Regions from separate parts of the Mus musculus genome. Here region 1 is linked to region 2. The links are chromatin contacts, called in public HiChIP or PLAC-seq maps. All regions are on one chromosome and are shown on one strand. Each heading gives the region's core, a stretch centred on a gene start, on an enhancer-like site or on the middle of the called end of the contact. The rest is flanking DNA. Distances are from core to core; before and after follow the strand shown.

Region 1 (6,898 bases), core at 3,109-5,608, 1.6 Mb after region 2:
TAACACAGGTGTGACCCTGCCGCAGGGCTCTGGGTCAGCTGACTCAGCAATGACACAGCAGGTCAGAGGCCGACCTGGGAGCCTTCTTTTCCCATCCTCTACTTGGTCTCCCGGGCCAGCGGTTTAAAAACTAAGTCAGGATCACCTGGAAGGCCTGTCAAAACAAAGAATGGCAGTCCCGCCCTCAGAGTTTAGTCTGATTCAGTCTAGGGCAGGGCTAAGAATTTGCATATCCAAGTTCCCACGTGAGGACCAGCCAGGGACCTCTTTTATTTACTTACTTTTAGTGGTGGGGCTGGGGTTTGAGCTCAGCGCCTGTACGTGCCAGGTAAATGCTCTAACTGAGCTAACCCCCCCTCCTCACGGCAACTACGTTTGGAGATTGGTGTTATGGATGAGCCAATAATAATTATTTCTTACAAATAATAACTCTCTCTTCCCTTGCCTCATTTCAAAAGTTACACAGGCTTGTAAAACTCAAGTATATAAAATACGAGTCGGGTGTGGCGGTGCACACCTGTAATCCCAACCTTGAAGAAGCTGAGGCAGGAGGATCGTGAGTTGAAAGTCGGTCTGAGTTACCTACGTTCCAGACAGGTTACACAGAGGCAAGGTCTCGTATACATACATACATACATACATACATACATAGCAGGGAACCTACAGGAAAAACGAAAGGCAGGGTCGATCTACATCTTATACCTAATGTCCAGGCTTAGAAACTTTAGTCTGGTTGGATCCAGAGGAGAGCCTGGCTCTTCCATGAAATCTTGGCTACTCAATGTCACTGAATACACACCCATCCCTCTTGGGATTACCAAAAGGGACAAAATAGATATGCTGATTAAGCGCTAGCAAGAGTCTGGGTCTCGGGGATCGGGGCCACTGTCAGTCTTTTTGTGACTGCATGGGGCTAGCACGCTTCCCAGACCTTGCTTACAGGCGCAGCTGCCTCCGTTAACACCCCTCCCCCCGCCCCTCTTGCTCCCGCCCCCGCTCCGCCCCGTTTTACAGCCCGAGCTTAATGAGGGCTTTTAACTTTTCATTCACCAGCCGCGTAACTCCGACTTTTAATAACACACCTCCTGCACGACAAAAATTTGCTCCTGGCAATCATGGTTTCGACCACAAAACCGCAGCGGGGCGGCGCTCCGAGTTAACTCTTTCAGCGCTGCGGGCCTAAGGGGGAGGGGGAGGCGTTGTGAGCCCTCTAGCCTAGGGCCACCCTCAGTGGCCACTCTCCAGTCTCTGTTACCGATGGCAGAGGGTCCGGGCTGTGGGGATGCAGAGGCCAGGGCGCTGAGGCATGGTGCCCCCGGAATGGACCTACTGTGTATGAAAGGTAGTGAAACCTTCCATCCTTCATCAGGTGTCTTAGACAGCCTTGTACACAGTAGGACACTGCGGAGGGTCTGAAGAGGCCAGTGGTCACCAAGAATCTGGCTCTCAAGAGAGCCACAGTCTCCAGTCTAGGTCAGGGCCTGTGCCAGACCGCCCACTTAGCCAGGCCCATGGTGGGCAGTGTGGAGGTTCAGGTTGTTTTTCCTGGGGAGTCCGAAGCTAGCGCTCCAGGAACCCTTGCAGCCAGCCCCCGCCACTGGGTACTGCTAGGCTGTGGGCTGGAAGCAGGGTGGCTGACAGAGGTGCCAGGCGCTGGGTCTGACCACATGAAAGGCCAGGTGCTCACCACCCACCAGCTGCCTGGAGCTGGTTTCTGACTTACATTGGCCAGCCTTTCCAGGGCCACCTCCCTGTGGAGGCCTAGGACCGCGCTGGGGTGGGGTGGGGAGGTGGTCTGCCACCACAGCTCAGTGTTTCCCTGTCAGGTAGGTGGGTTCTTAGTGGACACTTCACTCAGGAGAAAGCCGAGAGTCAGCAAGGGCAGACTCACTCAGTTTGATTTGAAGCAGATGCGGACCTGACTTTTCACTAATGCCCCAGGGCTGACAAGTTGTTTATTCTCTGAGGGCTGGAGATGTCTGCTTGTCCTAGTAGGATATTCCAGCCAAGGTCACAGTAAGAACAAGGCCACAACAGCAGCAGCAGCAGCAGCAGCAGCTTAAAACACACATCCACACACACACACTCACAGGCACTTGTTGGCATCAGGACCTCTCAAACCTATGACTCCACAGGCACTTACAACACACTCGAACACACACAGACACACCCATACACATATACGTGTGTGTGCACACACACTCAAGCATGCCCACAACATGTTCTCTCTCTCTCTCTCTCTCTCTCTCTCTCTCTCTCTCACACACACACACACACACACACACACACACACACACACACTCACAGGCAACCTCAGACTCCCCAGTTCTCAGAGTGGCTGAGCCCCCAGGTCAATCACTGTAATCTCCAATGGTAGCTTCAAAGTTGACCTGCATTACTCAGCAGGCACAGGCTTTCCTGAACGGAGAAGCCTCTTCTGTCAGCCCATCCGACTTCCAACCCAAACCATTCAGGACACTAGCAGAAAACCTGTTCCGTAAGCCAGCTTCTCCATAGCCCCTGAGGAGAAACCTGAAAAGATTCTCTCTGCAGCCTCCGCAGGCAGCTGTAATTGGCATGCGTGAGTGTGCTGGAGACGTGTGTCTCAAGTGTGTGTGTGTGTGTGTGTGTGTGTGTGTGTGTGTGTGTGTAAAGCATAGAAAAATAAAAAGCAAGAAAGCTTCAGAAATGCCCAATTATTAATGTCTCCACAAAGGGAGAAAGGCATTATTAGCATGTTCCCTAACAGGCTTTAAATCAATCACTGTCATAAAACTGAACCCTGTAAGGACTGCCACTTGGTCACAGCACGCACAGTCCAGGAGATGCAGGCTTGGGTCACTCAGATAATAAGTTCAGGGGTTGGGGCTTGAATCTGGGCCCTAACACTGTGTTTCTATTTTTACTTTAATTGGGGTTCAACTGTCAAAACAGTGTCCTGAGAATCTATTAAAAAAGAAACCTGATGCTTGTAACCATAGTGGTTGGACAGTAGATGTGGCTGTTCAAGCCGGACACACCCCAGAGCTAGCCGGTACATGGGTTCCTGTCTGCAGTTAGGACCCATCAATTCTGCCTGCAAGCGTTTGAGTTCTTAACCTGCTGAGGAAAAGCTCCAAAGAGAGAGACAGAGAAGGGGAGGAAACAACAAGAGGGTCACTGCTAAAGAGGGGAGAAAGGGGAAGTCTGTTTCTTTCCTGCTAGCTCCTTGCCCACAACTTAAAGCGACTCACACCCTCGACTTCTGTCTTCTCCAACATCTGTACCTGATACTGAGGCTGAGAGTGAGGTCAGCGTCAGCCAGTCAAGGGATTCTAGATCCCAGATGTGGGCAGGAATGCACCTGCCTCTCGCCAGACAACACAGATGACCTCACCAAAATCTAGTCCTCGGCTTCCCCAGCGTTAGCACTGCCTCTGGATAAAACTGACCACAATTTATTGAACGCAACTTCAGACCCCTTTCTCTTTGGTAAGCATTTTTACAGCTTTCAGCACACCTAAGAACTCTACAAAGTTCTCTTGTTCCAAATTTCCAAATCAGGAAAATGAAGCTCAGATAAGTCCAACGACTTTTTAAGAATGAACAGCGGAGGAGAGACGGAGCCTGGGTTTGAACCTAAGGAAAGCCACTACAGAGCCCATGTATACAGCCATTACACTATAGTAGCCAGATCGCTTGGGACTGTTCCAACTCAACATAAAGGACCTTTAGAGAAACTCAACTCTTTGCATAAGACAGCTCTGAGAACCACCTCCAAGACGTTCCCTTTGGCAAGAGGAGAGAAAGCTTCCCTGGGGCGGGAGTGTCTCTGATTTCCAAGGCACCTCCAGAGTATCAAAAAGCGATGCCAAGATTCACGGTTTCAGGCAGCCCGGGTGTTTGCCTTCCTCGAAACTGCTCAGCACAGAGAGAAAGAAAAACTATTTTCCCAGGGAAACAGTCAGCTCTAGATAGAGAGCTGAACGTGCCTCAACACGCTAAGGCAGGATCGTCAGCCCATTCATTCACCCTTACAAATTGCCGTGTGAATCCGGGCGCCCGGCCTCCCTTGCTCTTCCCTCTGCAGGGAATCCCAGCCAGCCTCGGTGTGCTGGGGAGGCCGGGAGGCCAGACATCCGTGGCTTTACTCACTCAAGTTCATTCGACATCTTCCTTCTCCGAGGTTCCAGCGATCCGTCTCTGGTTGGCTCGCAGGCGCTGCTGACCACTCGTCTCTTAATTCTCCTCTGACACAGACATTCCCTTCCTGCCCGGGGAAGCGTTTGCTCTACGTTGCGCTTTGGATGTTGAGATTTTGCTGACAGCGGTCCCCGGCTGCGGTGGCGCTGATTGGCTGGAAGCACAGGTGCCGACTGCAGCTAGACCACAGCAGGTGCAGATGTTAACTTTTGGCCCACCAGCAGGGGCGGAGCTCCGGGGGGCTGACTGGGTGGAGCCGGCCAATTCCTTCTTAGCTGAGGGGGTGAGGGGGTGGAGACGAGGGAAAAGGGAGGAGACAAACGTTGGGAAGGAACGGGAGAACTAGAGGAAAAATACAGACAGGTACTTGGCTCAAAGGGAAATCTCTGTCCATCTCATCGCTCGGATCCTGGATCCCACAAACATCTCCCCACAGACACCATATCTCTTTATAGTCACCTTCTCTACCCGGAAAATTTCACGGAAGAGAGCAGGTAGCTCTCTGTGAGTCCCCTCTCTTTTCTCCAGAACTTTCCCCTTCGGGTAACAAACACCACAGGTTCTAGTCTTGTTAGCTAAGTGATTTCTTCCTATTCTCCCAGTAACCAGCTAGGAAGGACTTTCTGTCAACTCTCCCTTCCACCCCAACCAACCCCATGCCCTCTACAGGTGATCGAGGAAATGTAGGTTGGAGAGGCAGGGTGCCTTGCCTAAGGGTGAGAGCCAGTGTCAGAGACCCGTTCAGTCATCTGGGAGACTAGCTACTCCTTGAGTTGAAGTTGGTGGCCTCAGTTGACAGGGGACATTTACTAAGTACCGAGTGTGCAAGGTCTCCTCGCTCTGGGTTCTGGGGCAATAGCGGGGAAAGAAAATGCTGGTTTCTATTCAGGAGGAGCCCCCCCTCCCCCAATGTGCATGAGTGTGTGTGTGTGTGTGTGTGTGTGTGTGAGAGAGAGAGAGAGAGAGAGAGAGAGAGAGAGAGAGAGATGGGGTGGGGAATCAGGGAATTAGGGCAGGGCAGCCTTTCATCTTGTGCGATGCCAATCTGAACGGGATGTGGGCAGACCACATGCCTCTGGCCAGCCCAGAAAGGATGGAAAAGTTGAAGGTGGTTGCCTCAGGAGTCTTAGCTGGCCAGTACACTGTAAGTGCTCTGTGCTAGGCACTCAGGAGATGCCTCTTAGGCGAGGGGATGGTGGGGGATGGGCTATGAACAACCTAGGGTGGTCATCCCCAAATGCCCACAAGTACCAGCAGAAACAGAGAGCTTCCATGGGGTTCATAGGAAAAGAGATCTAAGCTGCGAATCTTGGAATCTCATGCTTACTCTTTTACCAATACCCTCAGCCCCGCCCCCATGCCCACTCTCCCCATCCCCCACTCTCCCAACCATCCCCCCCCACTCCACCCCCAGTTCATTGCTCATTCTTCCTGGGTACCTCACCTTGAGCGTTCCTCTGGAGGAAAGGTGACTTTACCCTGAGAAGCCCTATCTGATAACTCAGGAGGGCCTGCTTAGGATGGGCTACCGGGCTTGAAGACTGATCGGAGTCCTTTCCCATTGGAATCTGTTTGAGGGCTACCCCTAAGGAGCCCTGAGGTTAGCTAAGGACCATGGTGATTGCTAACACGGCTAGCTCTCTCTCCAGTAATGCTTGTGAGAACAGACATCCAGCCCTCAGGTTTCACATGGCTTTATTCTGTTCCCTGCAAAGCCCTTCCGGATTTTCTCACATCATCAGGTGTCTATCTCCCTTCCCTCTGGAACGTGAGTTCCGTAGGAGCAAGAGGCCTTGTCTGCCTTGGTTACTCTCCAGCACTGGCTTAGGTGTCTGGCTCCCAGTAGGTGCTGTGAATGTTGCGTAGATCAGGTATCGTGCCAAGCCTTCTTTATGCATCATGTCAATACCCAAAGTGAGTCAGGCACTTTGCTATCATCCCGTGAGATGAGGGGACCGGGATGCAGATCACTCACTATAGCTGAAGGCAGCGGCAATGTGAGCAGTGACTGGCTCTGAGCGATCGCTTACAGCAGTCACGGTGCTGAGAAGAACTGCAGGCCCGCGGCAGCCCAAAGGATGGCACACTTCTCTTTGTAGTCTTCTCCCTGACTAACTCACCTCATGAAAGGCTGGAGAGTTTCTGTCAGCCGTGTTGCAATGGATGTGGTGTGACTCATGCTTGCTGAGCTTGTGGGGGGGTGGGGGGAGACACTGGGATTTCGGGTGGCATGTCTGTGCTCGCTGGGCTTTATAAACGGGTCCTCTCCCTCTCTGGGTCCTGGCTCTGTGCTCACAGCCATTGTTAGAGATCATCAGAGGGTCTCTGTGACTCCTTACACAGGAAGCCTCCAGAAGGTGCCCCGATAGGTACCACGGATGCAAGGAGCAGGTGTGCAGGGTTCCGGGAGTCCTCCCAGCCATGTGACAAGGCCAACACAGACCTTTGCCACCACAGCTCAAAGAGGCCAAGATTTTGAAGTGATATTGCCCAAGTCTGGCTGCCTGCCTTTCCTAGTCCTTGGGGGTATGATGCAGCCCAGGGCCAGGGGAGGCTGGCATCACTGCCCTTGCATGGACATCCCAGCTCTTGGTTGCTCTAAGAAATTATAAGCATAGACCAGCCAATCAGATGAAACACAATTAGATCCACTAACAGTACTAAGTAATGACAGCTTGCTATTCCGTGTAAAATTACCCCTGTTAGGGCATAGTAT
Region 2 (7,291 bases), core at 4,396-6,895:
TTAATGGGAGGTAGACAGGGCTAACCAGCTCATCTGGTCACTGAGCTAGACAATCAGCAAGCTCTAGGTTGTTTTTGAGCAACCCTAGCTCAAAAAGTAAAACGGAACAATTGAGGGAGACATACCACTTTCTGATCTTTACATGATTGGTCCCCAGCATGTATATACACAAATACTTACAAAGATATACAAATGGCTTACAAAACTACCAGATATCCAGTATCCTAGTCACTAAATTCACATCAAAGCCACAAATGCAGTTCACTAGGATATCTAGAAGAAAAATGGGCACTGGTCGAGGGAGATGCGAAGGCACGGAACCTTCAAAGGTCACTGGTGGAAACATTAAATGGGGCCACCACTTTAAGAACCTGGGCAGTCTTCAGAAAGTTGAGTCACCATGCAATGCAGAAACTCCATTCCTGGGACCATGCCCAATTGAAGTGAGCTGACACAACACTTAGACCAGCCCCAAGTGGAAACTCCAGTGTCCTGTAATTCATGAGTAGATGTAAAGGGGCATGCGTGGACACCACAGAACATCCTCAGGGGCAGCAACGCATTAATTCTGTATGAAGAATGGCCTTGAACACAATGCGACGTTTCAATAGACAACCAGACTCTGATTACATTTTAAAAATGTTCTGAATAATCTTTAGATCGATGATTTGGCTTACGGAAGGGGGAGTGGGCATTGACTGCCAGTGAGCATGTGGCTTTTCAGGGCGGAAAGGAATGATCCAAGCATTCTGGAATTAAGAGTGTCTGTCTACACAAACCTGCACACAACACACAGATCATTTGTTGGACCAAATCAGATGAGGCCAGGTCTGGAGGTCACGGGCTGTGGGGTGAAAAGCTGTACACCAACAGCCCCTCTTGTCTTGTGATTCTGTCAGTGGTTCTAATACAGTTAGTTCATGTTGTACTGACCCACGACCAAGGCATTTTCATGGCTACTTTGTAACTGTAATTTTGCTCCTGTTGTGAATCATAAATGTCTGCATTTACTGATAATCTTAGGTAACCCTGGCAACTCAGCTGAGGAAAAAACCCTGAAATCCTGCCTCTGCATATTGGTATATTTGAAGAGTCAGACAATGTCCATAAATAACAGTATTTAGATGTCCTTCCCTAAGAGCTGGGACTGAGCGGTGGTAGTGTGGCAAGCCTTTTATCCCAGCACTCTGGAAGCAGAAGCAGGCAGAGACAGTCTGAGGACAGCTGAGTCTCCTGAGGGAATTCTAGGTCAGCCATGGCTGTGCAAAGAAATGGTGTCTGGGGATAGGTGGGGCGCAGGGAGGGAGCTGAGACTGGTTACAGCAGGTCCTGAGTTGGTAAGAGTTCACTATTAAGAATTTTTGTCTACATGTCTGTGCACCACATGTGCGCCTGGTACACAGACAGTCAGAACTAGAGTTAAAAATACCAGGGGTTAGCCGGTCATGTGTGAGCTAGCAACTTCTGTAAGTCACTAAGTCACCACTGAGCCATGCATCAATGCCCCAGAAGGGTCTGTTTTTGGTGCTGAAATGGTTTTGATGTGGCCAAATTTGGTCTTGGACCTGCATAGTTTAGGATGAACTTGAACTTTGGCCTTGACTAAGCCTCCCAAGTGTAGTGGGGCTACAGTATAATAGTATAAAAGTACAGCAGGTGGCACATGGCTGTGTCTGCTTTAGTAGATCCAACAAAGCAGATGCTAAACCGGCCAATCTATGGGAATAGAGATCAAAGTTGAAGCTCAACACACTTATCCCATTATTTGGCAACAGTGACCTGCAACTGGGAAAACTACCTGCCATGACACATGGCGGCAATGTCTACTTGGTAACTGGCCCAGAGACTGCCACAGCTCATGGAAGAACTGCATGCAGTCCATGGTTAAACGATATTTACAATCTGAAGAATGGTACTGAACCCAATTATAGCTTCAAGTTTTGCTCAAGCACCAACCTGCTAACCATAACCACAGGCTCCCCTCTCTGGAACTGTCCCCAAAGTCAGAGTGAATGTCCCCAAGGTACAGGTCCAACATTCTTTTCTTAAGATTCAATATATGAGTACACTGTTCCCACCGTCTCAGACAGAAAACCCATCCCAAAGCTTTAAGAAGTTAACTGTTAGCTTGACCTTGATACAAGAACACTGCCCCAAGAAAGGCCAACAGCACTCTAGTCGGTCTAGGTGTCCGCACCAAACTTGGCCTGCCAATCAATCTCTACACGTCCTTGAAGAACCATTTCCCAAACCCACTCCCCAGTCTATTTCTGGGAAGCATATATATATACCCACCTCCACTTACCACCATGTGACCAGATCCAAGAGCAATGGATCAATACAAGAGACCTGGAAGGCAGGTTCCCCAGTGTTGGGAAAGATCAGAGGCAGCATTCCAAGCCTAACTGTAACCAGCTTTATTAAAGATTCTTTTCATAAACAATCATGGTATTTCAGGCAGGACATGGGCAGACAATCAACAATATACAAGAACTTCCAAATTCCCTTCTTGTATAGACTACCAAAATCAGAAAGCCACTATAAAACCCAATGAAGTCTTCATTCAATGCTTTGAAAAGGGGGAAGTAGCTTAGAGTGAGGGTTGACATTTCACATTAAGGATGTTGTTTTAACAACTTTTCACAAGCCGACCCTGACTTTTAGGCAGAATTATCAATCTGAAGATCCACAATCTTTTATAAAAGGAACCAGTGCTCTTTTGAGAACACTCAATGAAGTCACTGCAAAGTCCCCATCACTCAATGGACTGGGAAACCAATTTTGGGGGCCCGGTTCCAACAGGTCTCTGGTTTTTAAGGGAATTAAGTCTATGTTGATAGTACAGGGGGAAGAGGATATAAAAGTGAATTTATAGTTTCCCCAGACCACAAGGCATTGTTGTGCCTTGGTGGCCACCTAGGTCAAGACCAGGATCTCTCTCCTGGGAGCCAACAGGAGCCTTCCAAAATTATCAGGGAAAGAGGTTTTCTGTCCTCAATCCAGCTTGGGAGAGATTTTGTTACTGACACATGATCCTTCCCCCACCCAGTAATGAAGTGTTCTGTGTGCTAACAATATAGCTTAAAAAAAAAAAGTAAAACGAAATTCTGCATTTTTATAAAACTTGATAAAAAATAGTATTTCAAACTGTACAGTCACCAGAAGTACACAGTTATCAAAAATGCACACACATCACTTGGCATCTCCAGCACCTTCAGCTTTCTGTGCCTAAATGAAAAACAGATAAAGTCAGTATGTACACCAAAATTTATCTGCTCATAGTATTATATGGAATCATCTTGTTTCCGGGCTAAAATCCAGGTCTTGGGTACTTAAAAAGACCCCATGCATGCACCTGAAGAACAGACCACTTGCCAACCACCCCCCTACTAGAGAAGACCAAAGGTCACTCCCAGCTTTAAAACTCTATGGTACCAGCATGAGTGACCTATCAGGACAAGCTTTAGGTTATGGTAGACCTCTGAGGATTTCAGGCAGGAGGAAAATCACATCTAATGCAGTGTGACACAGATATAACAGGTAACAAGAAGTTTGGCTATCACTAAGTGCAGGTACACCCGACAAGAAACGAACAGCCACTCTACCTGGTCTGTTTTGGCATCTCCATTTTCTGCAGGATTATTCGCATCCTTCCCGGCGTCAGCTTTCCCCTTCTTCCCCTTGGGTACCTTCTCTCCCTTCTAAAACCAAGGAAGGATGGATACAAGAGTTTGTTAGCTTGCACATCTTATGTTACTGTGACATAACCTACAAAGTTCTACAAAGAGGGCTTGTCTATATCCCCTCTACTAAGCTAAAATAAATTACAATTTGCAGTCCTCCAGAGTTGTTCAAATTATAGGACAGCTAAAAATGCTTTTTTAAAGGTCAATTGTAGTTTTCTATAACTGCTGCCAAGGACACTAACAGGACAAGTTCTCAGGAACAAGGCTATCAATCAGAATAGCATAGGGCATCCACTAAAGGAGTCATCTCACGTTGAATTAGGCTAGGGTGGGGAAGGACAGTTCTCTGAAAATTCCTAGTCTAGAATTAGCACCGCGGTGTCTCAGGCTGGCTTACCTTCGCAGGGGCCTTTTTAGGTTTGGGCTCTGGCTTTGGAGGAGCAGGTTTCTTATTTTGGAAAAGTGGGGGAGGGAGAAGAGGAAACCATTAGTACCACAGACCCAAGAAACAACCCATCAAACCACAGCTTAGAAAACTAGTTCTCAGGATCACCTTTCTTTTACAATGTAAAAGCCATCTTTCACTTTAGTCTTAAGCATCAGAACGTGGGACAACAGCAAACACCTCTAGATGTGCAACAGCCACCATATATAATGCAACGGGATCACAGAGATCCGCCCCCAAGTGGTTCCCAGTATCAGGTAAAGATCAGGAAATAGACGCATACACTTACAGCAGACAACCTCGCAGATCTTCTCTGTGGCTATTAAAAAAGAAAGTAAGAGGAATAAGCACAGGTCTCCTCACTAGTCAGCTTCACATTAAAGAAAAGTTAATGAGACAATTCGTGGTCATTTACTACCACAGAACCTTGGTAGCTACTACGCAAGGCTTTGTGCGTTGCCCTCAATGGATAAGACTCACCTCGTCCTTCACCTTGGTTTTGTCTCCTTTAGCATCCCCTTCAGCCTACAAAATGATAAAAAGACCAAAACTTGTAACCTCGGAGGCAAATCTCAGAGAACCGGAACTTAACAGCAACCGTCAGACCCCATTCTAAAAACGCATACACCCAAGTTTTATATAAGAAGCCTTAACGGGGATAAGGCCCAACTAAAGTCCGAGACGCACGGAAGACCGGGCAGGCTGGCCGCAGAGCGCGGGAGAAGCTGGAGCCTGGCCCCACAGGCGCTCGGAGCCACCAGCGCCAGGCATTAACAGCTGCAGATTGTGCAAACAAACCTCTCCGGAGGCGGCGCCTGGCGCCGTTGCCATGGCAGCCGTCGAGGGCGGGAGCTCGGGGAAGCCGTGGGCGGGGGCGCGCGTCTCGTGCGCCCGGAACGTGGGCGGCCGGGGAGGGCGGAGCCACGCCGCGGGCCCGCCCCTCGCGGACGCAGTTTTGGCGGCAGCGCGCTCCCCCGCCCGCCCAGCCGAGCGCCGCCTTCCCGCCCTTTCGGGTTTGAATCGCCCGCTCGTTCGCTCGCTCGCCCGCGGGAGGAAGGGAGGAGGGGAGGGGGCTGCCGGTGGGGGAGGGGGCGCGGGCGGCCACAGGGAGCGGGATAAACAGCTGCCAACATGGCTCCTCCTGCTACCGCCACCGAGCCTCCAATATGGCTTCTGGCGCCCGCGGGCAGCGCGCCTCGCACGATTCGCCCCGCAGCCGGACTCGGGCTGGAACCTCGCGCCGCGCCCGACCTACCGCCGAGTCCCGAGCCCGAGGCTGGCGGTGGTCCCGGGGCGCCCGCGCGCTCGCGCCACGTACCTTTCTTTTGGGCATGGTGGCGGCAGGGGACGTCGGCGCTGAGCACGGGGATACAGCGGCGCGCGGGTTTGCTCCGTCCGGGGGTCGTCCTCGCTGCTTCCTCACACTGCTCGGGCTCCGGGGGGTTTATAAAGTTTTTATAGCGCTGGGAGCCCCGGACCGGTTAGAACCGGATTTCACCTCCCGTCGCCGCTCATTGGCCCAGTTGGGGTCACGTGGGCGGGGTTTAAACTCACCTCCTCTGGAGTGAGGAGGGGGTGCAGGGGGAGGGCGCTCGAGACGGCGGCGCGCCTTGGGGGAGGGGGCGCGCCTCGGAGTCGGAGGTAATAAATGAGGGGCGCGCGAGGCGGCAGGCTTGGGGTTCCGCTCCCGCCCAGACCTGGCTTTTGCAAACTACCAAGTTCCTTCCACCTTATGCAACCCTTCTACCCACTTCTCCAAGCCGTGCGACACTGGGCACATCTCGGCCGCTTTCCTTCCTGCTCCCGCCGGGGCCCCAGCAGAGGGGTTTGTGAGGCCTGGCCGCGCCGCCCAGCTCCAGAGGCGGCGGGAAGCGCGCCGGCCGCAGCCCCGGGGACCACGGGCTCCCGTGGGCTGAGAGCCGGGAGGCTAAGCTTGGCGCAGTCGGACGTGCATCCTTTTGAGTTGCCACCTTGGGGAGTCCCTCGGTGTGCTCACCTGGAAAGCAGTCCACGGGATGTGGAGGTGTGGGCTGGGAGGGGAGACTTTCCACACAGGGATGCCTTTCGGGTACAGCGGGGCAGGTAGGAGCTGTCCTTTCAGCACCTACTGCTGAGCCGCCTCCCCAACGTTAAACAGCCCCCCAACATCTGCCTGGTAGCTTCCTTAAATCCCCTCTGGCCCCTGTCACAGAATGGTGGAGAAAAGCCGGCGCCCCAGCCCGGGAGCACGCCCCTCCCACTCGGCTCTCTGGGTCTGGGCTGCAGCTACCCAGCTGCCCCCACTCAGCAGAGGCCATGGAACCTGGGCTTTGCAGATGCCACAGCTGGCTAAAGCCCGCCTCACACACCATCGAGCTGGCTTGCTCTCGGTTGCGTGAGGAAAAGGCGGTTGAAGGGAAGCGCCGGAAGATTAGGAAACAAGTAGATGAACAGGTGTGATGGCAGAGGGGCCCTTCCAGGCCACCCCCGCCCAAAGTCCGGCCTTCTAGAGCTAGCTGAGTGCACCCGATGGAGGGGGCCAACTGCAGCAGTAAAGCAAAACCTTCTCTCGTTTGCAGTTACCACACAAACCTTGTATCTCAAAAAGAAAATTTTAAATTCTTTTTGACATCCATAACACAACTGGCTAACATCTGCAATAGGGTGTTTGGTGCTCAGGCGGAAGGCACAAAATAGGTCCCATCTTAATTTCTGAGGCAAGGGTTGAAGCTAGTTTGTAATAGCCATGGCAGCAGAAAGCAGACATCTGCGAATTCAAATCAAGCATTTTTCAGCCTTTGCCTCTGGACAACAGTGGATCTGCCTCTCCTTTCCACGCCCACAGTGGCTCCCGAGGCAGCCATCCTCCACCCCACCCTGTGCACCTTTCCCAGAATACAGGTCCTGGGGCTGGAAGATACCAGCCCCATTAATCACCGCTACTGTACTCCAATCTTAAGAGAAAGTCAGCCAGGCCTCAACAGCCCTGCTTGCCCGGCAGATTCCGTTTGCTGCCTCCAGCCTCTCATTCCCGCCTTAATTGTAGGGCTCTGTATTATAGCCACATAATTCATGCCTCCCTAATTAAAGCTGTCAACAGCCTCATTGTAAAGCTGGAAAATGCACAGCACCTGCTCTTGGGGATCTCTGTGCCAGGGATTGCTTTTGGGGAGTGCCAGGT

What was found. HiChIP or PLAC-seq counts read pairs in DNA pulled down with a chosen protein or histone mark.
Region 1: a contact with region 2 is called in a FOXA1 HiChIP or PLAC-seq map of pancreatic cancer cells. The contact joins the promoter of Grhl3 here to the promoter of Hmgn2 in region 2. A contact is called at or near these places in 1 of 39 promoter capture datasets (liver) and 1 of 115 datasets of contacts at active chromatin or transcription factors (pancreatic cancer cells).

The regions. Positions count from the first base shown.
Region 1 is chr4:135,569,274-135,576,171 of GRCm38.p6, forward strand. It overlaps Grhl3 (grainyhead like transcription factor 3), which reads right to left and starts at 4,359. Exons shown (of 16, transcript NM_001013756.2): 1 at 4,135-4,359. The coding sequence starts at 4,151. It overlaps Gm30888 (a long non-coding RNA gene), which reads left to right and starts at 4,307. Exons shown (of 3, transcript XR_390832.2): 1 at 4,307-4,375.
Region 2 is chr4:133,962,346-133,969,636 of GRCm38.p6, forward strand. It overlaps Hmgn2 (high mobility group nucleosomal binding domain 2), which reads right to left and starts at 5,646. Exons shown (of 6, transcript NM_016957.3): 1 at 5,450-5,646; 2 at 4,612-4,656; 3 at 4,421-4,450; 4 at 4,084-4,134; 5 at 3,606-3,701; 6 at 2,394-3,228. The coding sequence starts at 5,464. The coding sequence ends at 3,193. It overlaps Dhdds (dehydrodolichyl diphosphate synthase), which reads right to left. Exons shown (of 9, transcript NM_001362959.1): 9 at 6,683-7,291.